Regions from separate parts of the Mus musculus genome. Here all the other regions are linked to region 1. The links are chromatin contacts, called in public ChIA-PET and promoter capture Hi-C maps. All regions are on one chromosome and are shown on one strand. The core of a region is the stretch at or near the end of the contact, and the rest is flanking DNA. Distances in the headings are between cores, read along the strand shown. Region 1 holds the start of Rragd (Ras-related GTP binding D). Region 2 overlaps Map3k7 (mitogen-activated protein kinase kinase kinase 7). Region 3 has its middle 91 kb from the start of Map3k7. Region 4 overlaps Gm42266 (a long non-coding RNA gene). Region 5 has its middle 19 kb from the start of n-TGccc3.

Evidence for each region. Promoter capture Hi-C pulls out the DNA fragments that hold promoters and counts their contacts. ChIA-PET counts read pairs in DNA pulled down with a chosen protein or histone mark.
Region 2: a promoter capture Hi-C map of the C10 cell line shows a contact between it and region 1, with 9 times the contacts expected there. The contact joins the enhancer-like site here to the promoter of Rragd in region 1. A contact is called at or near these places in 11 of 39 promoter capture datasets (the 3T3-L1 cell line, the C10 cell line, the HPC-7 cell line and 7 more) and 2 of 9 other capture datasets (embryonic stem cells and macrophages).
Region 3: a contact with region 1 is called in a promoter capture Hi-C map of pre-B cells, with 8 times the contacts expected there. The contact joins the enhancer-like site here to the promoter of Rragd in region 1. A contact is called at or near these places in 8 of 39 promoter capture datasets (the 3T3-L1 cell line, the C10 cell line, cranial neural crest and 5 more), 2 of 115 datasets of contacts at active chromatin or transcription factors (astrocytes and large pre-B cells) and 1 of 9 other capture datasets (macrophages).
Region 4: a contact with region 1 is called in a promoter capture Hi-C map of pre-B cells, with 4 times the contacts expected there. The contact joins the enhancer-like site here to the promoter of Rragd in region 1. A contact is called at or near these places in 4 of 39 promoter capture datasets (the C10 cell line, embryonic stem cells and pre-B cells), 1 of 484 Hi-C or Micro-C datasets (pre-B cells) and 1 of 115 datasets of contacts at active chromatin or transcription factors (large pre-B cells).
Region 5: an RNA polymerase II ChIA-PET map of memory CD8 T cells shows a contact between it and region 1, with 7 read pairs. The contact joins the enhancer-like site here to the promoter of Rragd in region 1. A contact is called at or near these places in 4 of 39 promoter capture datasets (the C10 cell line, embryonic stem cells, pre-B cells and 1 more), 2 of 484 Hi-C or Micro-C datasets (both in embryonic stem cells) and 3 of 115 datasets of contacts at active chromatin or transcription factors (large pre-B cells, memory CD8 T cells and pancreatic cancer cells).

What each region holds. Positions count from the first base shown.
Region 1 is chr4:32,979,824-32,984,953 of GRCm38.p6, forward strand. Rragd (Ras-related GTP binding D) reads left to right here and starts at 3,175. Exons shown (of 7, transcript NM_027491.2): 1 at 3,175-3,784. The coding sequence starts at 3,640.
Region 2 is chr4:32,007,299-32,012,428 of GRCm38.p6, forward strand. It overlaps Map3k7 (mitogen-activated protein kinase kinase kinase 7), which reads left to right. Exons shown (of 16, transcript NM_172688.3): 13 at 3,018-3,123. Among named protein-coding and RNA genes, the nearest start is that of Map3k7, 46 kb to the left of the region's middle. Within about 2 kb of position 2,218, at least 12 of the 459 cell types and tissues checked have an H3K27ac peak or open chromatin away from gene starts, as enhancers often do. A contact at or near this core is called in hippocampal neurons, where this site is marked.
Region 3 is chr4:32,052,236-32,057,365 of GRCm38.p6, forward strand. It overlaps the pseudogene Gm11927. Among named protein-coding and RNA genes, the nearest start is that of Map3k7, 91 kb to the left of the region's middle. Within about 2 kb of position 3,081, at least 122 of the 459 cell types and tissues checked have an H3K27ac peak or open chromatin away from gene starts, as enhancers often do.
Region 4 is chr4:32,167,322-32,172,451 of GRCm38.p6, forward strand. The region is part of intron 1 of Gm42266 (a long non-coding RNA gene); the gene reads right to left. Among named protein-coding and RNA genes, the nearest start is that of Gm52717, 9.0 kb to the left of the region's middle. Within about 2 kb of position 2,885, at least 69 of the 459 cell types and tissues checked have an H3K27ac peak or open chromatin away from gene starts, as enhancers often do. A contact at or near this core is called in pre-B cells, where this site is marked.
Region 5 is chr4:32,247,107-32,252,236 of GRCm38.p6, forward strand. It overlaps a transcript of Bach2 not described here. Among named protein-coding and RNA genes, the nearest start is that of n-TGccc3, 19 kb to the left of the region's middle. Within about 2 kb of position 2,000, at least 272 of the 459 cell types and tissues checked have an H3K27ac peak or open chromatin away from gene starts, as enhancers often do. A contact at or near this core is called in memory CD8 T cells, pancreatic cancer cells and pre-B cells, where this site is marked.

The DNA.
Region 1 (5,130 bases), core at 1,925-4,424:
AGCCAGAAGAAGAGCTACAGAAGCCAGAAAGCAAGATTAGTGATGGGTAAAAAGAAGAAATTTAAAAGGAAGGACATGACTGCTCCTAGGTATGGTGGAGGAGAAGGTTTATTGTAGATGAAAGGAAGACCACAGCCAGAGGCAGAGGCATCTGGGAGAGTCCAGAGCAACCATGATCCTGAACCAGGCCATGCTTGGAAGAGAGGTAGGAGGGGCAGGGAAAAGCCAGGAGGCTAAGAGGCCAGGAGGGTAAAAGGTAAAAGATACAAGGGTCAGCATAACCAAAATGGCTGGATTGTTTAGGAAAGAGCCACTGGGGGAAGGGCAGCACAGGCCTGATCCTGGGTTAGAGACGGTTAGGCTAGGGGGTAGGGCACGGCAGCTATACCCTACAATAGGTAGGGGCTGAGGGATGCAGGGAGAACCTGGCAGCCAGGATGTGCTTTGACATGTTAATAAGCACTTTGGTTAGCTGTTTGTCCAGGGTTTGAGACCTAACAAGAACACTTAAGAGACTTTCCCAGAACTATTTGATGGATTAGGTTTTTTTTTTGTTTTTTTTTTTTTTTGTTTTGTTTTGACAGGTGTTGTTGTCTACATGCTGAGCGCTACAAGGTCTGAGGGCCCTGCTACAAAAAAGATATTCTGTATCTAAAGGCTGGTTGTTGTGGTGTGCATGTTTAGTCTTGGCGGATCTCTGATCTCTTGGGTTTGAGGACAACCTGGTCTAGATAGCAAGTTAGGGATGTATAGGTGAGACTCTGCTTCTTGTCCTTCCCTAACTCTCCTTCCTATCTGATTGATAGTCCTGTAATTCTTTTCTGCTTTAAAGCCATGACCATGGTTTGACCTGAGCCAAAGTCCCTAAAAGACTAGAGGTCTTTTAGATGCTCCCCAGGTTGCTGAGATCTGCCTATCTCCCTAACATAAGACATGGTTGTTGATCCACTTTATTCTCAAGAATGACCGATTCTCAGACAAATCATGGCATTTTGATCTGTTGCTGGGATTCCCATTGAAGGCTCTCTTCTTGGTGCTGGAGAGATGGCTCGGTGGTTAAGAGTACTGACTACTCTTTCACAGGACCTTAGCTCCGTTTCCAGTGCCTAACCTGGTGTTAGCTAACAATCATCTATGACTCCAGTTCCAGAGGATTCGACACTCTCTTCTGGTCTCTGTGGGAACTGCATTCAGGGGGTACACATACACGTAGGCAAAAACAATCACACGAATCCAATACATATATACATACATGGATATATACACACATAGTAACTCTCTCCTTGATGTTAGAGAATCACCAGACATTTTCATCTTTTCTGTGTGTGAGGGTGTTGAGTTGTGAACTGTCCTCTCTGGAAGACCCCCTCTGGGTTCACCAGACATCCTTGCTCAGTAGTCATGTTTGAATCTGAGCTGTTGCTAGGCAGCCATCTCCTGGTGTCCCAAGGACCTCTCTGATGCTTGAAATAGGCCAGTTTAGAGACCTCCCCACAGACTAGCAAGCTGGCTTTGGGACAGCCGCAAAGCCTTACAGCTACTCTGGGGAAATGTCCCTTCCTCCCCAGGCCGCTTCCTGCAGAGATTCAAGGATTTCAAGCTGCCCTCAATCTCATTAAGTTGCTGCTGCCCAGCACATGGGGTTTGACAAGGCGCTGGAGAGACAAAAACTACCAACCGGATGAGCCACAAAGCCCACTCTCTTCGCTATAGAAGTAAAATCGCCAGTGAGAAATGAGTTCTGAGAGCACCTGAGAGTCATGGCTCATTTGAAACGTCTACCAACTCTGTGGTAAAGGTGTTCTCATGAGGGTCAGAAAAGGCTGCTTCCTTCCGGTGGGGAGAGTAACGAGAGTCGGCTTTCTCCATCCACCCTTTGGCCTCCACTTGGTTTCAGTCTTCCTTTGCCCACGGGTTTCTGGGTGTGTTGGACCAATGGCAGTCATTCCCAGGAGACCACACAGAGATAGGAAGAAGGAAAGCAGCCAGGGCCCTCTTCTGTTATCTGCTTGGCCAGAGGGTGGGGAGGGTGGGGGCGGGGATGTGGGGTGGTGTGGGGGTGCTGCTACCTGGCTGCTCTACAGAACTGGCTCCCTTCACTTCCTCCCACTAAATTTGGAGGTGGTGTGAGCTTCCCACCTGATAATCTTTGACTGTACTCCCTAAATTCTGCTGCTTATATATCTGCAAAACTGTTTCTTCGCTCAAAAGCCTTTTTCAGTTCACATCTTTGTATGTGGCATAGGAACGACCTTGACCATGCAGACAAGAGTTCTACTGCCTCTCCTTGGAGAAGCTTTCCTGTTGAAAGCAGCCACCCAGTTAGAAGAAATCCAGGACATGCGTCACGGATTAGTAACCCTATTCCTACCCAGATTTTTCCGAGGACCCCTAGGAAGCCCTGTCCCGGGCCGCAAGTGTCCAGGCTGAGCTGCCTTTCTCCCCACCTGCTGAGCTGCTGGCACCTGCAGGATCCGGATCACCTTGCTGGCCCGCTGTTTAACTGAAGGAAGTTTATGCACGTGACTTTCTCCTCTCTCTCTCTCTCTCTCTCTCTCTCTCTCTCTCTCTCTCTCTCTCTCTCTCCCTCTCTCTCTCTCCCTCTCTCTCTCCCTCTCCCCCTCCCTCCCTCCCTCCTCTTCTCTCCCTCACCCCCCACCCCAGAAAAGGGTGCTCACACTGTGCTGAGCAGCTGGCGAAGGAGGAGAGCACCTCCTCATCCCACATCGCTTCTATTCCAATCTGAGAGCTGCCCCTCACCTCCCACAAAAGCCCTAAAACACGTGGGACTACACCAATGAGACAATAGCAGTTGGGGCATAAGAAGCCCCGAGGGCGTTATACACTTTAGGTTTTCCCGAAGGTTGCAAAGGAATCATTTAGTATAGCATGTTTATATATAAATCACGAGACATGTGACTTCTCCGGAAACATGTCTACGTAGACCACAGTTTGGAGTATTCTTGCTGGGAAATCCTTTGAACTAAAAGGCACTTTAGGAGGCAGCTGCTATGGAAACTACCCCACCACTGTGCACTTCTCCCAGCTCCCGCAGGCTGGAGTGGCGGTGGGGGTGGGGCCTGAGTACCGCACAGTTGAGGGGCAGCCTAGTGGGGGTGGGGTAGACTGGGGTGGGGTGGAGGTGGGTGGGGTGGAGGTGGGTAGGGTGTGGGTAGAAAGCCTGAAGACCGCAGCACAAGCCAGGGGCACTGCAGAAAGCAGGCGGCAGGGTCCGGGTGGTCCCCGGGCCACGCTTGCAGAGAAAGCGAGCAGAAGTCCCCGAGGGCGGTGGCCAGTGCGCTCTGGACACCCGAATTCTCTCTAGGGGGAGAACGTGTGTGGCCGAGCAAGCGGTGGCTGCGGCCGGCGAGCGCGCGCCCGGTGGTGCTGCGTGTGTGTGTGTGTGTGTGTGTGTGTGTGTGTGTGTGTGTGTGTGTGTGACAAGCGTCAGGTGACTCGGGTCACGCAGTCACTCCCTCGCGCTCCCGGGGAGAACTGCCGCGCTCCGGCTGGCTTCTCGGGCAGCAGCGGCAGGGAGGGGGCTGGGCTCCACTGCCACCCCCTTGCTCACCAGGCGCGGCCCCAGGGCGCTGCGGGCCACTCGGCCCACGCGGGACCTTGGAGGCAAGCGTGGGCGTGATGAGCCAAGTGCTGGGCAAGCCGCAGCCGCAGGGTGAGGACGGCGGCGAGGACGAGGAGGAGGATGAGCTGGTGGGGCTGGCGGGCTACGAGGATGGGCCCGAGTCCTCGGACGCCGAGCTGGACAGCGGGCCGGAGGAGGGAGGTGAGCCAACCGGCCGAGCGCTCGCGGTCCCCGCCCTGGGAGCGATGTGTGTGTGTGTGTTGGGGGTGGGGGGGATGCGGGACGCGCGGGTCCGGGGCGCTGCGGTGGGGGAGGGGAGCGGCCGGGCTGCAGACGGCGGCGGGGAGCAGGGTCGGATGTCGAGCTAAAAGAAGCAGCTGGCGGCAGCGTGCCGGCTGGGTCGCCCACAGCTGCGCGTGTCATTCTTCCCCGCCGTGGCCGCGGGAGGGTCTGCGGCGTGGGACCGGGGCGCTGGGGCGGGGCCCGCGCTGCAGGTGGTATCCGCGTCTCCCGGGAGACCGCGGGGTTCTAGGTCCCCAGACACCCTGAATGCATCTCGTGTCGCACCCGGGGGTGGGCGCCTGGCGAGCAATCCTTGGCCGCTGAAGCCAACTGTTTGTTGTTGCCGAAGGAGCTGAAGTTAGCCTTTCGGATTGGGGGCTGCTTGCATTTCATTCCCGGGACACAACAAAGAAGTTGAGTTTAGGATTCCAGAATGTTTTTCTTTAATTTAAAAAAATTTTTTTTCCCCACAAAAGCGGAAGGTCACTTTAAAAGGTCAGTTGAACGGGGCTGTTAACGTTCTCCGAGTTGTAAATATCCCAGAGAAAGGATTAATCTCTTTAGTGTCTCACACTAAAGAAACCGAGGAATGAAAGTACCCGTGACAGGAGTTTTAAGAACTTTTATTGAGAATCTATCGAACGGAACTTAAAATTCTCTCTACAAAGCCTTTCTCGGAAGACAGTTTTGATTTTGCGTCTGGCAGGTACTTCAGTGAATCAGAAAGGGAATACAGTTAACTAAGACTTAAGTCTGGCAGATGAAAAACAGCTTTTCAAGTCGCCTCATTTCCTGGCTTTTCTCCAGAGAGGACTAGTGCTGGCTCCCCGTTATTTAAACTTGTGTGTGCACCTCTGCGCTCCACTCATCCGCACTTCCCTTAATTAGTCCCACGGTCGATCGTTCAGCCACTTTTTTTTTTTCCCAAAAAAATTAAATTGCTCAGGTACTTTACTATTATATAGCATTTGGTAGATCCGCCCAGGGAAAGGCTGAGTGGGATTGTATTGGCAAGGCATTTGCAAAGATAGGTGCACAGTAGCTCCCTATTGTGGTAGTTTAAAGAGAGAAAGAAGATCCTATTCTAGAGGGGAAAGCCAGTTATTTGATACTGTCCTGGGGGCCAGAGAGTTTGCAAGGAAGGGGCAGAACCTATTTTCTGTAGTCTTTTTATTGGAGGGCCTGGGGGCTCTTTTGAAATTTGATTTGAAGTAAACCCCTGCCGGAGGGGAAGAATTCCTGAAACAAAGGCTTTTCCAGAGCCC
Region 2 (5,130 bases), core at 968-3,467, 970 kb before region 1:
GTGGTGCCTTATAGACCTGGTTTTGAACTAGGGAGGGACCAGTTGGTGCTGTGCACCACTGCGTGATCTCAGCTGTGTTTACTCAGCTGTGTCACTCAGCTTCTAGCCACAGCTTAAAGAGCATTGTTCTTTGGTCAAGGCCTTTAATGTGCCCTTGTTTGATTGTTGTGTCTTGGAACTTACCTAAAGGTGTGGGACTAATAAATGGTGGGGCCGAAGCTGAGACTCTGAGTGGGCAGAGACACGGTTCTCACTGCTGCCTTCAGCAGCCTGAAGAATTATTTCCTCTAGACTTTAGAGACATCAGCGTGGGCCAAACCAGGAATTAGAGTTTTGATGCTGGAAAACTTGTAGTGCTAGCTCTCAAGAATAAAAAACCCACGAGCTTCTCAGAGTGCTGCCGAGTAAGCTCCTCAGCTGTACCTGGGGCTTCTCCAGGGACAGTTTCAGTTGCCTTAGCACTAGCCCTATGGACCATTTGGTTACTCTCAAGTTAACAGCTCAGGGTTGGAAGGAATCCTTTCTGTTTCTTTGTTTCTCTTTGGATAAGCAAGATTATACAGTAGAATTAGAGGTGCCTTAGATGAACCCCAAGCTCCTGGTGTGTAGAAGGAAATTGGTATACATCTTTTTCTGTAAGTGAAGTTTCAGGCAAAATGCCTAGGACACTTAGGGCAGGGAAGGGAGAAGGGCCTTCCATTGCTGACTGCTTGAATGCCTGCTTCTCCGCTGGTGAGAGGCTCCTGCTAGATTTCAGGGTTAGGGCTCCTCTCCCTTTTACAACACCCAGATTTTCCATGTCGTAGAACACCTCACATCAGTACTTCTTAATTTGTTTGGTTTTAAAATATATTTTTAATATTAATATTCTATTAACATAACCTAGAGTGCTTTTTTACATGGTTTATCTTTTCTATTTAACTTCATTTTTTTCTAGTTGTTCACATTTTTGTTGTTGTTTTAATGGGAGGTGTGGATGTGCAGGAGTATGCAGGCGCCCGAGGAGGCTGGGTGTGTCAGATCTCCTGGAGCTGGAGTTTCAGGCACATGGGAGTCATCTGATGTAGGAGCTGAGAACCTGGCCTGGGCACTGTAGGAGAGCAGGGAGTGCTCCTAACAACCCGTCATCTTTCCAGCCCCTGTTTTAACTTATGTAAATTAGATTCATCTCTTAGGATCACATTTAATTCATCCTGACTGTTGGATGTTATGTTATGTTATGTGTTTGTCTCTGTGTACGTGCACATATGCATGCTACATGTGTGTGGTCCCCAAAAAAGGCCAGAATAGAACATCAGATTCCCTGGTGCCAGAGCTGTGAACCTCCTCAGCCCCCTGGAAAGTCAGCCCTGTAGAGACAGGAAGCACTTTTAACCACCAAGCCATCTCTACCCCAGGGTTGGGGGTTGTGCTTTGTTGCATTTTGTGCTTTAATGGTGTAGTTTGCGTTTGTTCCTTTTCCTGGTAAACTAGTCCATCTTTATTTTAGACTCTTCTTTATCCTCTTACCATCTCTGAGGTGGAATAGGTACATTTCTCATTTCTCATCCCCTTTGCCTTTCTAGGTGAAAAGTTAGATCATGCCACTTGTAGTAAATACCTTGGAGATTTTAACATTTGTACCAAGCCTGCTTTTCCTGAAAAACCCAAGCATTTTAAAAGCAATGTTCTTGCTTATCCTGGTTTTATGATGCTGTAGATTATATTTCTGTGTTGTTTGGTAGTTTTGTAAGTTCATTACTGTCTTCTTACCTACTGTTTTCAGTATGGAGAAGACTAGTACCCATTCTTATCAGGATTTTCTTCAAGGAAACTGAATTTTAGCCCTTTGGTCCAGGAAAAAAAAAAAATTCTTGTTAAGTAAAGTTCCTGCTTAGACATTCCTGTTGTAGGAGTTTGTGAGGTAGGTAAGGTGAGGCTTATCATTTCAGATGCTGTTCTGAGCACATTCTTCACTGTTCCAGGCTGCGGGCAGTCTTCTGCCAGCATTCTCTGGCTTCCGTGGTGGCTGAAGCTCATGGTTTGTGAGTGCGTGTTGAATATTTCTTCTGAAAAGCATGAAATGGGTTGTGTTTCTGGCTTTGAGGGTTTTTCTTCCAGATTTTGAAATATACACATGTATGTGATGGGACACCTGGCTCATAAGGCCCAGGCCTGAACTTGCCATGCATTTGTTTTCTCTGTACAATATGCATCGCCTGCAGGTCACTTAAATGATGGCTTCAGTCACATGAGGTGTTTGTTAGGTACACAGTTTCTACTTGTGGCATCTTGTGAGCACTGGAAGTTTCAGGTTTCAAAGCATTTCTAATTTCAGATCTGTTGACTTAGGGACACTTCACCTGTAGCTGCCATTTCCCTCGGGAGGCCACTTCTATTTTTTGCTTGTCTGTTTTCTGGAATTTGACCATATCTGACCATGTGAAACATGGGACATGCGTCTGTCTCATTTCTCATACTGTCGCTCAGTTCTGTCTTCCTTCATTTCGTGTCCCTGTACAAGGGACTTTCATGTTCCTCCTGCTTCTGCCTCCAAGTGCTGATCACAGCTGTCTGCCACCATGCTGGGCTTGCCAACTGCTTTTATTGGAAGGTTTTTCATTTTTTGCTAGTTTTCTCTTTCCCACAGAACAAAGCATTCCCGAGCCTTGGCTTTGAGCGGGGATTAAGCAGGCCTTCTCATCCTACAGAGAATTGGTGGCTCTGTTACTAGTTCCTCAACATAACAGACGATCCAGGGTTGTAAAGTCTTAGCATTGGCAGCTTAAGGGCTACCCGTCCGCTTTTGTTTTGTGGGCTTTATTTCTCTGTAAGTTTTGAAGAGATGCTATGTATGAATGCATAGTGAATTTGATATACACTGACTATATACTTAGAATGCTGCTTTCAAGAGTCTTAGGCATCTACTAGTAAAAATTGAAAATGTTTGCCTCTTATTGGATGTGAAGATGTGTCTTGTAATTCTTTTTTAAAAAAAGAAAAAAGTGACAGCTTTTCCTCCTACCGTTTCTTCACAGGTGAGCAGCCGGTCATCCAGCCCTAGTGTCAGAATGATCACTACCTCAGGACCAACCTCAGAGAAGCCAGCTCGCAGTCACCCGTGGACCCCTGATGATTCCACAGGTGACCAGTCTAGTTCCTTGTAATACAAAATGGATTGACTTGAGGCATTAATCTTTACAAAGACAAGCATGATGTCATTATTTAGATCTTCATGTTTATAAAATCAACCACTTGGCAGTAGCTTTCGAAATGCCCTTGGAGTGTTATGGCAGAGACTAAGTGCTTTACCCTGTGTGTGTTTTTCCCTCCCACATACTAAACACGTATATTAAAAATAGTCAGATTTTTCCAGTTGGAAGCATGTGTTCTTGTACTTCACTCTGTGATTTTTGTATCATGATTGTTCCTGTTGGACCTTTTCAGTAACTACAATTCCCATATCGCTAACAATGACCACCAGCATCTTTACTTGACTTTCTACTTTTTATTAATAATGTTTTATACGTGAATACAGTATATTTAGACCATCTCGAACCCTACTCCAACTCCTCCCAAATATGTCTCAGATCTGCGTTTAGTCTCCATTGTGTGTATTCCTGATACATGACTGTGTCGTGAAAGGACATTTTCACAAAAGTATCTCATGCATAATGAACATACCCCGTACCACTCTTTTCACCCACCCTCCTTCCTTTAGTCCTCATTGTTCCTCTTAGACAGTTTCACTTCTACTTTGATGTCTTACACAAACGTGATTCTATGTATCTGTAAAGTTAAAGAACCACAAAGGAGTGAAAACAAATACTTTTCTAAGACCAGTTTAACTTGTTTCCAGTTGCATCCATTTTCCTACAAAGGACACACTGGAAACTCTATTGTGTATACCTGTGGCATGTTCTTTATCCTCTGTTGTTGGCCATCCCAGTGAGTTCTGTAGCTCAGCTGTTATGTATAGCGCTGCAGTAAACATGGATGTGGAAGTACTGCTGTGATGCGCTTGTCGAACAGAAGTCCTTTGGGTAAACATCCAGGGGCCTATTTTAGTGTTTTTAATGTTTTGAGGATCTTCTGTAGTGATTTCACAATGGCTGACAAGTTTACATTTCTGCCAGCAGTGTACATAAGGGTACTCTTCTGGCAGCTGAAGTGAGATTACAGCAAAGTTCCAATTTGCATTTTTCCCCAGTGGCTAGTGAGGTTGAGCAATTTCCATGTTTTCCTCATAAGAGTATCTTTTATTCTTCCACAGTTTCATGCATGTATACAATATATCTTGAACATCCCCAACATGATTATCCTACTCCTTTTGGATCCATTCCCCAATGCCCCTTCCTCCTTTGTCTTCTTTTTGTGACCCACTGAATCCAGTTACTGTTCCCCAAAACCCTAGGGTTTGGATCAGCCACCACGCTTGGGCAACCTAGCAGCAGCCACACCCCTCCAAGGAAAATGCTTGTAACTCCCCTTCCTCCAGCAGCTATCACTTGCTCAGCTAAGGGTGGGGCCTCATGAGCCTCTTCGCCTTCTATGCTGGTTTATTGATTGGCTGATCTTGTGTGGGTAGCCACAGCTGCAATGGATTGATGAGTGGAATACCTAGACCCTGTCCATCAGCCAGCATTTCACCGCCTCCTGAGATCCTCTGGTTCTTGGATTCTTTTCTCCTCTTCTGTGATATTCCCTGAGCCTTCTTAGGTTGTTGATACAGCTGTCCCACTTAGGACTGAGCACTCACAGTTACTGATCCTTAACACTTTAACCTCTCTCTCCCTCCCTCCCTCCCTCCCTGAGTTAAATACTACAACTTCAAAAAGAATCTTCTCTAGCCAGGGTTGAAAGCCACTCTAATCCATAGGAATAAATATCACTATTTAGAAGCAGGTTGATAACATGTTAATATAGCAAGATAACATTAGACTCCTCTCTAGGACCTAGGACCTAATCAGGGCTGGTTTTGACCAGGCCATTTCTCTTGTGTTTATTAGCCACTTGTATTACATCTTTTGAGAACTGTCTAATCATTAGTCTGCGTACTGATTTGATTGGCTGCTTGCTTTCTTCAGGGTTTTATTTTTGTTCTTTTATTTTTATTATAAATATACATACACAGCCATGAAAGACTTTTCC
Region 3 (5,130 bases), core at 1,831-4,330, 930 kb before region 1:
CAACAGGCTCCTCCTGCACACGTTTATTGGAAGAGCTTGATTGCACAGGCGAAAAGACCCCAGCCCAGAACTGGTGCTGCTTATAAAGGCCTAGGAGGGGCGTGTCTCACACCCGGATTGGTTATGCATTCTACCTCATTTGCATGTCTCACATCTGATTGGTTATACTCTCAGTACCTCACAGAACCTCATTATCATACCTCATTTACATGTCTCTCATCCGATTGGTTATACTCTCAGTACCTCATAGAACCTCATTATCATGCCCTGGCCAGGCAGTGACTTGGTAAAAACTTTACTGCATATGTACACATTGGTTGTTTACCCAACTTTATGCGTGGTGGCCAGTGGTAGCCAGCACCACCTTGTAATGGCATATGTGGCTTCCCACAAGGGAGGTCTGGGACATGATTGGAGTTTTCTTTTTTAACCACCCTGATTTAAGAAGGATCCTGACAGATGATGGCTTCGAGGGTCATCCTTTCCGGAAAGACTTTCCCCTCACTGGCTATGTTGAGCTACGTTATGACGATGAGTGAAACGGGTAGTGACTGAACCAATGGAGCTGGCACAAGAATTCCACAAGTTTGACCTGCTTTCGGAGGTTTTCCTTGCCTATCGTCAGCCTCCTGAGAGTCTCAAGCTCGAAGCTGGAGACAAGAAGCCTGAAGCCAAGTAACTTCAAAAGCATAGAGATCCTAGAGGAAAAGGCTACACCTAGGGTTGTCTGTAAATAAACTCCAATGGACAGTCAGAAAAAAAAAAAAAAAAAAGATCAGAGGTCCACCTCAGGCATCTTTCCTCAGAGATGGTCGCCTGCATCTTTATTTGTGTGAGGGTGTGTGTTGTGAGTAGATTCGCTCTCCTCTATGTGTGGAGCTCAATGGCCAAAGTCAGGTGTCCTCCTCCAGCACTGTGCTCCACACTTTATTTATTTATTTATTTATTTATTTATTTAGAGATAAAGTCGCAAATGAACTTGGACCTTGTCATTTCAGCTAGACAGGCCAGGCAGCTCTGAAGTCTAGCTTTTATGTAGATTTTGAGGATCTGAGCTCAGGCAGGTCTTCATGTTTTTGCAACAAACTCTATCCACTGAGCCATCTCCCCAGCTCCACCTTGCATTTTGAGACTTGGTGGTCTCTCAATGAGACCTGGAACTCAGCAGCTCCGGCTCCCAGCCAGCAAGCCTTAAGGATCCTCACAGCTCGGCCTCCGTAGCGCCGTGACGACAATGAGATAGTGCTACATTTGACTCTGTAAAAATAATCTAACAGTTGTGCTCATGTGCGCGTGCGTGCGTGCGTGCGTGTGTGTGTGTGCGTGTGTGTGTGTGTGTGTGTGTGAGAGAGAGGGAGAGAGAGAGAGAGAGACCATGTCAGAGGACAACTTTATGAGTTTGTTCTCTCCCTCCAGGGATCAAGCTCAGGTGTCAGGCTTACCCAGTGAGCCATTCAGCTGTCTCAGGCTTGAATTTTCTTCTTCTTTTTTTTAAGTCAGTAAATATAAGAAAGTTTTAAATTGCCCTAAAAGGCAATTTAACACATGGGGGAGATTTTTGAACCTATCACTTTGGTACAGGGCCCAGATTCTGTGACACTGGAGCCTAACTCTCATTGTGAGTGTGACCACTGAGGAGAAGGCTGCCCATGGAAAGCGCTATTTGATAGTCTTAGGGCCAGTGATTCAAGAGAACGAGCCCGCATCTAAAATCCAGAGAGCCTCCGCAGATAAGGAATATTTCCCTGAAATCAAGTGAAGGATTTTTTTCTTTAATTCATTTTTTTTACAGTCCATGTTTTATTCACCCTTCATCCCCCCTCCGACTGTTTCATATCCCACACCTCCTCCCCACTCCCATGTCTCCACATGAATGTCCCCATCCCCCACCCCACCTGACGTCTAAACTACAGTCTCTTGATGGTTAGGTGCATCATCTCTGAATGAACACAGACCCGGAAGTCCTCTGCTGTATGTGTGTTGAGGGCCTCATATTAGTAGGTGTATGCTGCCTGGCTGGTGGTTCAGTATCTGAGAGATCTCAGGGGTCCAGATTAATTGAGACTGCTAGTCTTCTTACAGGATCACCATTCTCCTACGCTTCTTTCAGCCTTCCCTAATTCAACAACAGGGGTCAGCAGCAACCCATTGGTTGGGTGCAAATATCTGCATCTGACTCTTTCAGCTGCTTGCTGGGTCTTTCAGAGGGCAGTCATGATAGGTCCCTTTTTATGAGCGCTCCACAGCCTCAGTAATAGTGTCAGGCCTTGGGATCTCCCCTTGAGCTGGATCCCACTTTGGGCCTGTCACTGGACCTTCTTTTCCTCAGGCTCCTCTCCATTTCCATCCCTGTAATTCTTTCAGACAGGAACAATTATGGGTCAGAGATGTGACTGTGGAATGGCAACCCCATCTTTCACTTGATGTCCTGTCTTCCTGCTGGAGGGGGGGCTCTATAAGTTTCCTCTCCCTACTGTCAGGCATTTCATCTAAGGTCCCTCCCTTTGAGTGCTGGGAGTCTCTCACTTCCCAGGTCTCTGGTATATTCTGGGGGGTCCCCCTAACCTCCTATTTCCTGAGGTTGCCTGTTTCCATTCTTTCTGCTAGCCCTCAGGACTCAAATGAGGGATTTTTAAACGTGATAGCAGGAGTTAAAAGGGAAGCAAGGGACATGCATTTACAAGTAAGTCAGAGACCAGAGGGCTGAGGACACAAAGATGTTACCTGGAGATAGTGAGTGGCCTCCTTCACGCTAGGCCAGCACGGAGCTACTGAGGCAACGCCGTTGCTTCTGCGGATTCCCGTGCTCCAAGAGAAACGGGGCTTTTTCCCTTCCCCAAAGACACTCTGCCAACTAGACCCCAACTGGACCGCCGGATGCGTAAACTGCCCCTGTTCTATGATTCTCATACAAATTTGTCAGTGATTTGCAGACACTATGAAGCAAAATTAGAGAATAATCATTAAAAGCTTCCGACAATATGCCTATCCATAAATTCTTCAAGAGGAAGATGAACCACCTTCACATAGCACGGCCCGGGACCTTACCGGCTCCAGCCATGCCTTCTCTAGCCACTAGATGGCAGTACAAGCACAGACTTTCAAAGGCCCTTTATTGACAGGGTAGCGACAGCCAGCGCTACTAATGAGGCTGGCTTTGTTTTTGTTTCTTTTTTGTCTTCCATAACTTCGGGTTTCTGGTGTCTGATTCGATGTTTTGGGCCACTTGGACTTTCCACTGCACTTCCAGCCCCTTCCAGAGGCTTCATCGTTTTGCTGGGGAGATAACACCGTGGAGCCTTCTGGGAAATTGACTATAGGGATTTGAGAAAAAAGCTTGACTTCCGGCACCCTGGATCAGTGGGTTCATTCTACGAGCTCCATCCAGGTCACCAGCATCCAAATCACTTCCCTGTCGGGACCAGATGTTCAAAGGAAAATCCCGATTCAGAAGTAGGGAATTTCCTAGAAGCGATTTTTAAAATGTATGTTTTTGTGTGTATGTACATCACATGTGTGTGCGTGACCATGGATAGCAAAAGAGGTTGCTAGCGTTTCTGGAACTGAAGATACAGGAGGTTTTGAGCAGCAAGGCACGAGTGCTGGGAACTAAATTAGAATCTCTCGGAAAAATGGGATTCCCCGGAAGAATAGCAAGCATTCTTCAGCAATGAGCCATTTCTCTCTCTCTCTAGGAGCAAAAATTTCCCCCAACTGGATCCTAAGAACCTTGTTCCAGAGGAGAACATCTCTGAGGGTAATTGAGCAAGCTACTCTGGGAACGTATGCCCCAAGCAGAGTTATAATTATTAGTATTATAAGTATTAGTACGTACTACATAAACAGTAAGTGCTGTGCCGAACTCTCTATGAAGATTACCTCATTCACTCAATAACAACTAGCGCTTGTTCCAAGCACTTGAATTTTAAACCGAGTCTGCCTGAGTGAAAACTGTTGTTGTCTCAATGCATACATATATAAAACACAGGACCCTGTGACAGAATCCTGTCCCTTGTGCCTACCGATCCTAAGTTCTAGTTCAGAATGCTTTGATGAAGTCCAAATGCAGGTATGCCTAGCCACGTCCACCAAACAGGAGTCTTCTATAAGTTCCAGTCCAGGGGACACTGGGTCAGATGGGGCCAGCCTGAAGACCAAGGAATTCAGTAATGGTTGGGCTCTGATCCCAAGTGAAGGTGTGTGTGTGCTCAGGGTGGGGTTGGGGTGGGGGTGGACGGGGTACTGTGCTCCAGATAAAGAGAAAGGGCTGGGAAAATCTGATCTCTGCACTCAGTTCTGACAACTCTGGTTCTCATCAGGGGAGTGGCCCTCCTCCTCAGTGCCTCTGGGTTGAGCCCTGCTTGCTTAGATCCTAGAATCCTTTGGAAGCTCAGATAGCATAAGCCTGCTGACGTTAGTCCCACTCGTGGAAATGTAGCCCAGAACTGCACATCTTCATCTGGGTTCGGTACCCACGTGCGTGCTCATGACTTGCTTCTACCAGTCTGTGTCAGAACAAGATGAGAGCACTGTGGGTAGGGGTTAGAGGAAACCCTTCCCTTTGAGAGTCCGTCTTTCCTGGTTAAATACTGATCTGGGGTACTTGCAAGCTTATTTTATTCCCTGGAAATGCATAACTTTGGCAAGAGTAGATTGATCTTCCTTCTCCCCTCCCCCTTCCCCCTTCCCCCTCCTCTCTCCCCTTCCCCCTTCCCACTTTCCCCTTCCCCCTTCCCTTCCCTTCCCAGCTCCCGATCTCTTGCCTCCACCCCCTTAATGCTGGGATTACAGCAATAACCTGGTTTACATGGTCCTAGGCATCAAACCAGGGCTGGAGCACACTAGGGAAGTACTGTACCAACTGTGATACATTTCCAGTCTCCTTTCTTGTCCTTTTTCTTTTTTCCATTCATTTCTTCACTTTTAGCTTTCTTTTTCCTTTTCTTATTTAAAACGTCACTCCCAATTTGTCTCTGAACAGGTAAGCAATTTTGAAAGTGGCTTCTAGACTGCCATCTAGTGGTCATCATAGCTCATGGTCACTGACTTTCTGAGACTACAGATTGTTGGAGTGTGTGTGATTGGGTGTGGCTGGGGGCGGTGTAAGTGTATGCATGCGTGTAGAAGGAT
Region 4 (5,130 bases), core at 1,635-4,134, 810 kb before region 1:
AGTTCAGTTTAGAGTGTACAGTTCAATGAGTTTTGACAAACACGTAGTCATGTGACGGCCAGACGACAGAACAATTCCACCACTTCCAAACGTTGCTTTGTGTTTTTCTCAGGGCACTCGGGCTCAGAGCAAATGGCCGCATGCATGCAGGTGTGAGGGCCTCCGCATCTCTAACATCAGCTGTAGCTTTCAGGACGAGGTCCCTGCCCTTCCAGTCTCATAACCGCAGAAAGCCAAATAACTGCCTTCCTTGTGTCTCCTGGCTTTGCTGCCTCTGAATGGGATCACATAGTATTTGAATTGTGGGTGTTGTTTTAGCTTTTTTTGTATGTGTGTGTTAATGGTGACATTAGGAACCCATCTATATGGTTGCATCTTTGAGTTTATTTTTATCACAACGTAATATTCTAGGGTTCGTATAGTTTGTCTGTTGGCCAGCTGGTATATGTTGGGGTCACATCCAGGTTAGGACAATTACAAAGAAAATATCTGTGACCATCCATAGGACTTGAACCGTATGTATCAGACATTGTAAGAAATTGACAAACTGGGTTTCTGAAAGCACTCATGTCGTTTGACGTCTTTACCACAACTGAGAGTTTAGATTTATTTACATTTCCTGCAGCACTTGATATTGTCAGTTATTTTAATTTTAGCCCATCAGGGTGTGTGTGTGTGTGTGTGTGTGTGTGTGTGTGTGATCTTATTTAGTCTACATTAATAACTAATCGTTTCGAGTATATTTTTTATACAACCTGTGGATCAATTGTATGTCTTTTCTGACTCAAAATTATTTCCAATAGTAGACTTCAAAGATTAATGAACTAAAGCTAAAGAAATGAAACTATAAATCCCCATATTTCTTCCATAGGGCCCTGGAGATAACGTTCCCAAAAGAAAACTAAGAGGCATTACAAAGTCAGAAAGACTTGCCAGGGTCAGCAGGGAGCTCAGAGGGCAGAGGCTCTTGTTGCAAGCTTGGTAACCCGAGTTGGATTCCAGGACCCACATGGCAGGAGGAGAGAGCCTTCTTTCACCAGGGCTTCTAACCTCCACACACACACCACAGCAAGTGCACCTCTCTCCAAAAAAATGTGGATGGAAAATGGAAAGTCTGTGAATCTCTATAGCTTTATGCATTCAGTGGGATGGATGAATTCACAGGTTGTAGAGAATAGATAAATAGATTTTAATATCATGGAATAATTTTCAAGTGAGAATGGGTATCTGAATCCTAAATTATTTAAAAATCCCTTAGGTTATTAATCTATAATAGAAAAATATAAGTGTGGGACCACATACTCACTATGAGAGGTCTAGTATAGCAGTCAGGAGTGCTGGCTGAGTCCAGTGTTGCTAGAGAAAGATAATAGTGAACTACTGTCACCCATGAGAGTTTTGAAGTCAGTAACATGACTTTCTGAATGAAGTGGAACTGAAGGCCTTGAGAAGCCCCGACAGGTCTGGCCTCTCGCTCAGGTGATGCACACACAGAAGGCAGACCTCAGAACACATGTCTGTAAAGCATCTCAAAACTGCTGCCAGAACCAGATGTGATATGCTCTGCTTAAAGAACAACAAACCCTAGCTACCCCTGAGCGTACATGCTGTCTCAGCAAGTTCTTACTTTATTTGTGTTGTTACACGTTTATTCACAGAACTATCACCCCGTGGTGGGTGTTTCAACGTGATGCCCATGTCTTCCAGGTGCTCCCTTGTTCCAGGTCTCAAAGAGCAGGCAAGGCAACTATATGACAGTGTTTGAAATACAGTGTGAAAAAATTAAGTGCTGGCTGGACTCAGTCAATCTGAACTCACACCCTGCCTCTGTTACATGTAGGAACGTTGTGGGTCTCAACATCATCACACGTAAAATTAAAACGATAGCAACCACCACCACCACCACAGAGCTTGTGGAGTTAAAGATGAATGGGATCTGTAGAGTGTGCTCAGTAGATATTAGGCATCATTCTGTAGACACATAACTGCAAACTAACTTAATGCTGAGCATTGGAAAACTAAATACGTACATAACAACAGCAGAATGCTGCACACACACACACACACGGAGACAGACAGACAGACAGACAGACAGAGACAGTGCTAATAATTGTAATAAGGTCTGATTTCTATCTCAAAACATGTTAGTGAGGACTCATTTCTACAATAGCATCCCACATATACAGTAGGTAACTTGTCCTCTTTTCTAAAGGGACACTTCAACTCCTTCAGGACCAAGAAAACAAGTCTGAGGATATTTTTTTCCTGAAAATAAACCCCTGACTTAATCATGTTCAGTCCAGATAGTGGGTCAGGTGTTGCTAGGCAGAGTCCCTACAGGACACTCTGGCTTTTCTAGGGGTCCTCTCCATGTTGTTCACAATGATGTCATCTTCCAGTAAGTGCATAATATTTTCCCCAAAGATGTATGTTCATCACAAGAAGCAGTTACAGAATGTGTGCACAACACACAGATATCACTGTAAAAAAAAAAAAAAAAAGAAAGAAAAAAGAAAAAAAACCCCGCCCAAGAGCCAGAGAGATCGCCTAGTTCCCTCAAATATACAACCCCCCTTTCTTGATTGTACCCTTTCCCAGGCTTCTTCCTCTGATCCTACCAGGATTCGCCGTGCGGCCAGCCCTCACTCTTCTCCATAGAGGATGCGGACTGGAAAGTTATCACTTGTTTAGTGAGATCCTTAGTGGGAATTTGACAACCATTAGAGCACACAGGTGCACTCGTGCAGGTGTGAGACCCTCAACAGCTCTGAAAGCAGCTGTGGCTTGCAGGGTGAGGTCCCCATTCCCCATTTAACAGTGGAGAGCCAAAAACAGACTAAGAGGTGAGTCACTGACGAGTTATTCCTAAACAGCAAAGACCAACACTTTAGTGAATTCCAAATCCTGAAGTCACACGAGTCCAAAGAGGGAAGTCGTGAGAGTCAGGAGAGGGGGCAGGAGGCCGTGAAAAAATAGAAGTGACAGAAATAGGCCTTCAGTGTTCTGGCTGCTCATTAGACCAGCACTGAGATGGTGCTCATATGGCCTGAATAACTGATACTTTTTATAAGTAACTGAAGAGCTATAAAAAGCTTAGCATTTAAGAAAACAACAAACAGCTGTGGTAAATGAGCAAGAAAAAAAAAAAAAGAAAAATCTAAAGGAGCGAGCAAGCATTGTCTGGGCTGCAGAAGGTCAAGTTGCTGCAGGAGGAAGTGCTAAGCCCTCCTGTCGCAAATGCTACAGTGTATGGACCGGCCCCTCCCCCTCCCCCACCCCCTCAGCCACACCTCTCCCAGAACTTGCCCTCCTCCCTTATCAAAGAGAAAGAGCACAGGCAAGTCAATAGAATACTCAGCCATTATCTCCCGAAAACAGCATTTGTTAACCCAGGAGACCTAGCCACGGATTAAGCAGTGTCCACCTGAGGTCTTGCAGACCAAGGTCTCCAGTGAGAGCAAAACTCTCCCTGAGGTCAGCTGCCACTGCATTCTGGATGAGCCTCATTGAACTGGGGCGGCCCCTGGGATTGGTTTCTGTGCGCCCTGAGATGTCACACAGTTGCCCTTCCCTTTAACAGAAAACGTTATCTGCAGGCGCTACAGCTAGCAGTGGGTAACGGTATTCCTTCCAACTTCCTCACTTGGCTGATGGGTAAGTTCAGTGATGAAGGTCGCTGTCAGTGGGAAGGAGTGCAGGAAAGTGGTCGGCAAGCACTTGGCTCTGGCCTCTAAAGTCAACTCCACTGCTCACTGTTCACGACTTGAGTGTTAACCTCTCGGCACCTCAGCTTCCTTGGTAGTAAATTTAGGAAGTCGGTGTTTCCTTCCTCTGGTCTTCAGCTGAATCTCAGGTTAGCTTGCTAACTAATACTTGAGAGCAATCTTGAGTGGCCTGTAGACATCTCGCCTTGTCTCTAAGCTTTGGGTGATATTCTTAATAATACATCGTAAGCACAAGTTGGAAGAAATGGAAAAGGAGCAGGAAAAGGGTCGGTCTGTTGTTACCGAGCAAAGGTTTTTGCTTCTTATGTTATTGAATGAAGAAGTCAGCCCAGACAGATAGCTAAGGAAAGGACAGTATACTCCAGAGAGAGACTACCATGGTCAGGGTGAACTAAGTAAGTGCTTTGGGTTCTGTGTTGTGGGTTTTAAAACCATTTTAATGAATATTTATTAAGTGGGTGGTATGTTCATGAGATCAGGTGACTCCCTTCCAAATCATGTTAGACCAGACCTCCTTTTTTTTTTTAAACTATTCTTCTCTCACATATTACATCGCGATGGCAGTTCCCCCTCGCTCCCTCCTCCCAATCCCTCCCCACCATCCCCACTACGCCCCAGATCCATTCTTCCATTTCCTTTCAGAAAAGAACGGGCATCTCAGGGATATCAACCAAGCATGGTATAGCAAGTTACAACAAGACTAGGCACAAACCCTTATGAAGGTTGGACAAGGTAACTCAGCAAGAGGAAAACGGTCTCATGAACAGGCAAAAGAGTCAGAGACAGCCATCCCCACTTCCACTGTTAGGAGTCCCACAAGAACACCAAGCTACACAACATAACATATATGCAGAAGACCTAGGTCAGACCTATCAGGATCCCCAGCTGCTGCCTCAGTCGCCACGAGCCCCTATGAGCCCTGGTTAGTTGATTCTGTGGACTTTTCTATGGTGTCCTTGACCCCTCTTCCGTAGGATTCCCCAAGCTCAGACTAATGTTTGGCTGTAGGTCTCTGCATCCATCTGCGCCCACTGTTTCCGTCAGTTGCTGGATGAAGCCTCTCTTATAACAATTGGAATCTCCTTTTATTATTATTATTTTTTTATTTTTTGGGATCTCCTTTTAAATGCATTTCTTTCCATAGTTCTTTTGAAAATTCCTCATTGTGGTTCAAAACCACAATGCACACGGATATAAGGAAGACTGGGTCTTTTGAGGGTGTGGACTGTTCATAAACTAATAGGAATGGTAGTTGGAAAGTGCTGTGGTGTACCTCTGATACAGTGAGAGGAACCTGACTGTAGCTTCAAGTTCATCTAACCACACAGGAATGCTCTGGTCCACTCCCGTTGATGCATCTACAGCACAATTCCCACACATAAGAGAGCATTGTGGGAGATGGGAT
Region 5 (5,130 bases), core at 750-3,249, 730 kb before region 1:
ATTCTTGGGGCTGGCTGAACCTTAAGTGCACGGGAAAGGCTCAGTTTGGGAAATAATAGAGCGTATGAATGTACTGTGGCTCATTTCTTTTTAGCAATGAGTTCAAAATTTGGAGATAGCTAAATGCGGAGATACTTAGTGTGTCAGTGTTGGAGGTTTTAAGTGATTAAAAAAATCAGGCAGATGAGTGCATGAAGATTTCTATGCAAACAATGATGAGCTTAAATTAAAGCTGCTGATTTAGTGGGAGAATTACTCACATTGATTTGTAGAATATCTATATGGGTTCAAGATTCCATATTATGCAAATGAATAAACCCTGAAGAGTCAAACTGAAGGGAAAAAAAGAGAAATTATCTGTGAAAGATATTATTACCATTCAGTGAGAGGAAAATGTAGACACATTTCAAATTAACCCTTCCTTCGCACACATTCCATGGGATGACGAGCGTTGGGGACAGCAGTCCTTATCAGAATTGTAAGGAAGCTAGGCAGGCATGTTGCCATCAGTTCCCAGAATCCTCTTGCAGCCACTTCCAGGTTACACTCTGTTGCCTTTGGCCACCTGGTGTGATAGCCAGTTCCTGCCCTTCTGACCTCAAGCCAGTATCAGAAAGGGATTGTATAAATAGCGTTTTAGGAGGAAATTGGTTGCTCAGCATACCCAGTGCACTACTTCGGTGAGATGTCAGCATTTGAGCGAGAGACAGGCAAAGAAGTATGCAAGAGAGGAAGCCTGGAATGTTCCACTGTGGTGATCAGCTGATGGTCTCTGTGCCATGGTGAGTGAGGGGGTCTCGTCAGGAGCTCAGCACCGGCAGGAAGTGGAGACAGGCTGATCAGAGGACACAACCACAGTAAAATGAAGATGTAAAACATGGCTGATTTGCCACGATCTGTTATTCTGGGAGCTTCACCTGTGAGACGCTGGATTTGAATTCTTCTGCCTGTCACAGGTGTGTCATGTGACATTTAAACTCATCTTCAAGGGGGAAACAACGTGGCCAAGGGTTTGGGATTTTTGTCAGTTAATGGCAAACATCCTCTGAAATTATCCTTGAATTCATGAATATTATGGTGAGGGGAGGCCGTGCACCCAACTTCTTCCACCATCCTCTTCACTCCCCTCCCCCCAGTTTCATTGATAAAAATGGACTGAGGAAATTATTTCAGAATTGGTTTGACCTCTTCTGTTAGCACAGTGGTGCTCTCTGGACATGAAGAGAGGCTGACTGGTTAAGGGAGCAGTGCTTGTTTTAGATAAAGCCCTTGCCTGGTAAACAACTCCTGGGGGATGAAGTCAGAGTTGCTTGCTACCCCTCCAGCAACCATGCTATGTTGAGTTGGTGGCGCCATCTAGTGCCAGCCTCTGGAACTGTGCTGGACTCGGTCTTTCTCATCCGTGATATAGGGTGTGGAGAGGCTTTTCTGCCCAAGGGTAGTTCAGTGGAGAGTGCGCTCTAGTTCCTGAGGGTAAATATACCTCCATCGTCCCTTCCCCGACTCCACAGCTCTCAGAACCCTTTCCTTCTCTTCCTTTTTTCAACTCTTCCTGAGTCCTTCTCCTCCCCCTTCTTCCTGCTCTCTCTCCTCCTTACCTCAACCTCTTCTCCCTAGTCACCAGCTCTTCTCTTCTCTTCTTTGTTCTCCTCCTCCCTTCATCCTCTTCCTCCTGGGACTAAAATTGAGAATAACTATCAATACTTTTCTTTTCCCTTTGTGCGGAAGTCTCGTAGTAGACTTGGTCCTTCATTCTCTGCTAATTAGACATTTTCCCAGACTCGGTTGGTTGGGGGTGGGGCTGGGGGCTGTCTTCATTCTTCTTGGAGCCGTTGTTGCAGTAGTATTTCCCACTTGTAAGTTATACAACCTCCAGTGCACACTTTTAAGCTGGAGTGGTCTGTGGTCTGTCCTGAGATGCCCCCTGATGGGCACATTGCACTTGGCTTTGAGGAAATGCGTTCTGAGTTCCAGACCTTCCACGTGGACTTTGGGATTCTGTGTTAAATGAGAGAGCAGAACTGAAGGCACGTGGGTCAGAGTCTGGCATGAGATGGTCCTGTACAAGCCGCCAATGGGGCCTGAGTTCGTGTCTGAGTTTCAGTCTCCCTCATTCAACACTTCAATTCCCACATATGTTAAACACCTCCTATGTGGCTTTGAATGCAAGTCTCTTCCGAAAAACAGGAACTGTGCTTCGGTTACCGGTTCTTGTGGTCGATAGGGCAGCTATTTTGATTTGTCAGAGGAGAGGAAAAGCAGTTAAATCTAGTTAAAATTAAAGCCAGTTAAAATTAACTGGCTCAGGAGATTTGAATGCAGCTGTTCCACACATTGAAACACGGAGAGTGAGTTGTTTTTTTTTTAAATTTTTTTATTACCACTCCTGATTATTACTGGTCATTACTTATTTTTGAGCCAGGGTGTAGATTATCTGCATGTTTTGTTCTAACAGAGGAAAGTAATAAGTGGGCGGCGGTGGTGTGTGTGTGTGTCTGTGTCTCTGTGTGTGTGTGTCTCTGTGTGTGTGTGTCTGTGTGTGTGTGTGTCTGTGTATGTGTGTCTGTGTGTGTGTGTGTCTGTGTGTGTGTGTCTGTGTGTGTGTGTGTGTGTCTGTGTGTGTGTGTCTGTGTCTCTGTATCTGTGTGTGTGTCTCTGTGTCTGTGTGTGTGTGTGTGTCTGTGTGTGTGTGTGCGCGCGCACGCGCGTGCGCGTGCATGCGTGCAGAGATTCTTGTGTGTCCCGGTTTTGTTGCACCCTGCATTGTACATGCCACAGTGCTGCGCAGTCAGCAGTCCCCTTGCTGACTCATGTGCCGGGGCTGTGGGGCTCCCTTGGCTGCTCTGCCTGCGGTGCTTAGGACCAGCATGGCCTGGGGAGGGTGGGAGGTCGGCTGTCATTGGGTCTGTGATCACTGTGAACTGGCTGGGTTCTTCTTCCCTCTGTCTCCCCAGCACAGCCTCTGGCTGGTAGGAAAAGCAGGCACATGTCTGCCTCTACAGGGACAGCATAGGGCACAACCTCATTTCTGGAAGAATTGGCTTTCACTTTATTGTTTTGGGAATCTTCAAACCCAGACAAATGGGTAAGGAGAGATTCTGCTGTTAACGACTTAGCACCCCCTCAAGGACTTTTTAAAACTTGAAGTGGACTTCCTTGGCATTACAGACACTTGGCCCATTTCTCCCTCTGTGGGCAGCAGAAACAGGAGGCAGGGCCAGTAAGGGGGTGTGACTAGCAAGTGAAGTCGTCCCCTGGTGACCACAGCCTTTGTTTATATCTGTTGCTGGCTATTGATGTGAAAACAAAAACAAAGCGCCTAGCCTGGGGTCAGGAAGATGCTGTCACCTGACTTAGCTGACTCCCTCTGCCTGTTTTGTTTACATAGCTCCGGTTTGGGTTTTTCGTCAGAAAGTGTGAAATGCTGTTTTTTCTGAGGTCGCTACATAAACTTCCTTTTGTGGACGGGAGTTGATCAGATCATCCTAGACTCCCAGACGATGATGCAAAGCTGCTGAGCTGGCGCAGGGAAAGCTGAGCAGGGGCTGAGACAGAGCCTCTTGCTAGCCTGGAGAAGCTTTCTCCAGGAAAGGAGGGCTCTCTGACCAGTAATAAAGAGAAAGCCACAGTGACTGTAGCATATGCTGACGGACGGTCTTGGTTTCTGTCGATAAGGGGTGACTCATCAGTGTCAATAGAATTGTGACTTCTAATAATAACACAGCGTGAGCCCTTCAAAACATGCGGTTTTAGCCCCTGCTCTCAGTGAAAGGTTGGAAAATGTTAGTTTGAGCTTTTTCCCCCCTGACCTCTTTATGTCACCAGAGTATGAAATCGTGTTTTTGTAGGTGTGATGGTGACCCCATTGTTTTTTCGTCTTACTGTTTTTAGTTTCGCTCTGACTAAGAAAGCAAAGTGGATTATTTCATCGCTCAGAAATCTGTGCACTAAGCGTTGCCTCCAGGGCTGTGTTTTGAGGGAAGTGTGGCTGAAAAGCAGATCCTCCCAGAATGCAGAAAGGAAAAAACTGAACAGACCACAGGCCACCGGGAGCTGGGCGCCTCCTACACAGTCTATTGTGAAGGGCTGTGGGCTTGCTGAGTAGCCCGATTGCCCTGTGAGTCATGGCCAAAGGATTCCAACAAGGGGGTTCACAGAAGAGAGTCAGCCCCGACAGAGAGGAAGCGAGCTGCCTGTGTCCATGGCCAGGGCTGCCGCTGTCCTGAGCACCAGCTTGCTCCAGTCTACATGTGGAGCCTTGCCTGTTCTCTGGCTAGTTTGGTTGGCTTTTGCTGCAGGCCATTCTGTCAGTGCTTTGCCACAAAGACTCTGAAGTTAGAACAAGGGACTCTCCAGGTTCAGGAGGAGCCTGCCTGCTCACATACCTGCGCTCTTAGCTTTCTAACCATTGCTCCCTCTTAATGTGTAGACCACCCTTTGTCCTGAGCTGCTGGGCAGGCCTTATACCTTCTCTGCCTGGTCAGGGAAGTGAATCCTTCACAGAGCACTCACAGGAGGAAAGAGGGTGGGAGGAAGGGAGGGAGGGTGGGAGGAAGGGAGGGAGGGAGGGAGGGAGGGAGAGAGAGAGAGAGAGAGAGAGAGAGAGAGAGAGAAATACAGCATTCAGTAGTATTTGAATGAGAGATGAATGAATGAATGAATGAATGAATAAATACAACACTCACAGTAGGATTTTATTTATAAGTAAGTAAATGTGTGTGTGTGGATGTGTGCAGGTGAGGTGGGTGGGTGCTGCTGAGAACTGCCCCCTAGGGTACCTGCTTTTAACCTCTGAGCCTCTTGCCAGCTTCTCACAGAAGGTTTTTTGTTTGTTTTCTTTTGTGTTTTCTGGGTTTTTTTTTGTTTTAATTAAATGAAGTTTTACGTCAGTCTTGCCTCTTGGAAACTTCTTTTACAATGGATCTTTTGTCTTACGCTGACCTGTTGGTACTTTGGGGTTTGATGGGATGCCTCTCTGGTCCTCTCTGCATCTTTTATTCCTGGTGCTTTTCTATGTTGCGCTAGCTAACATGGCCACCGAGGAGAAGAGGGAGGGAGTGAATTGGCTCCTTGGGCCTCACTCTGAACTCCACCTGCTGTGTTTTTCTGCCCACAGAAAAAGCACAGACG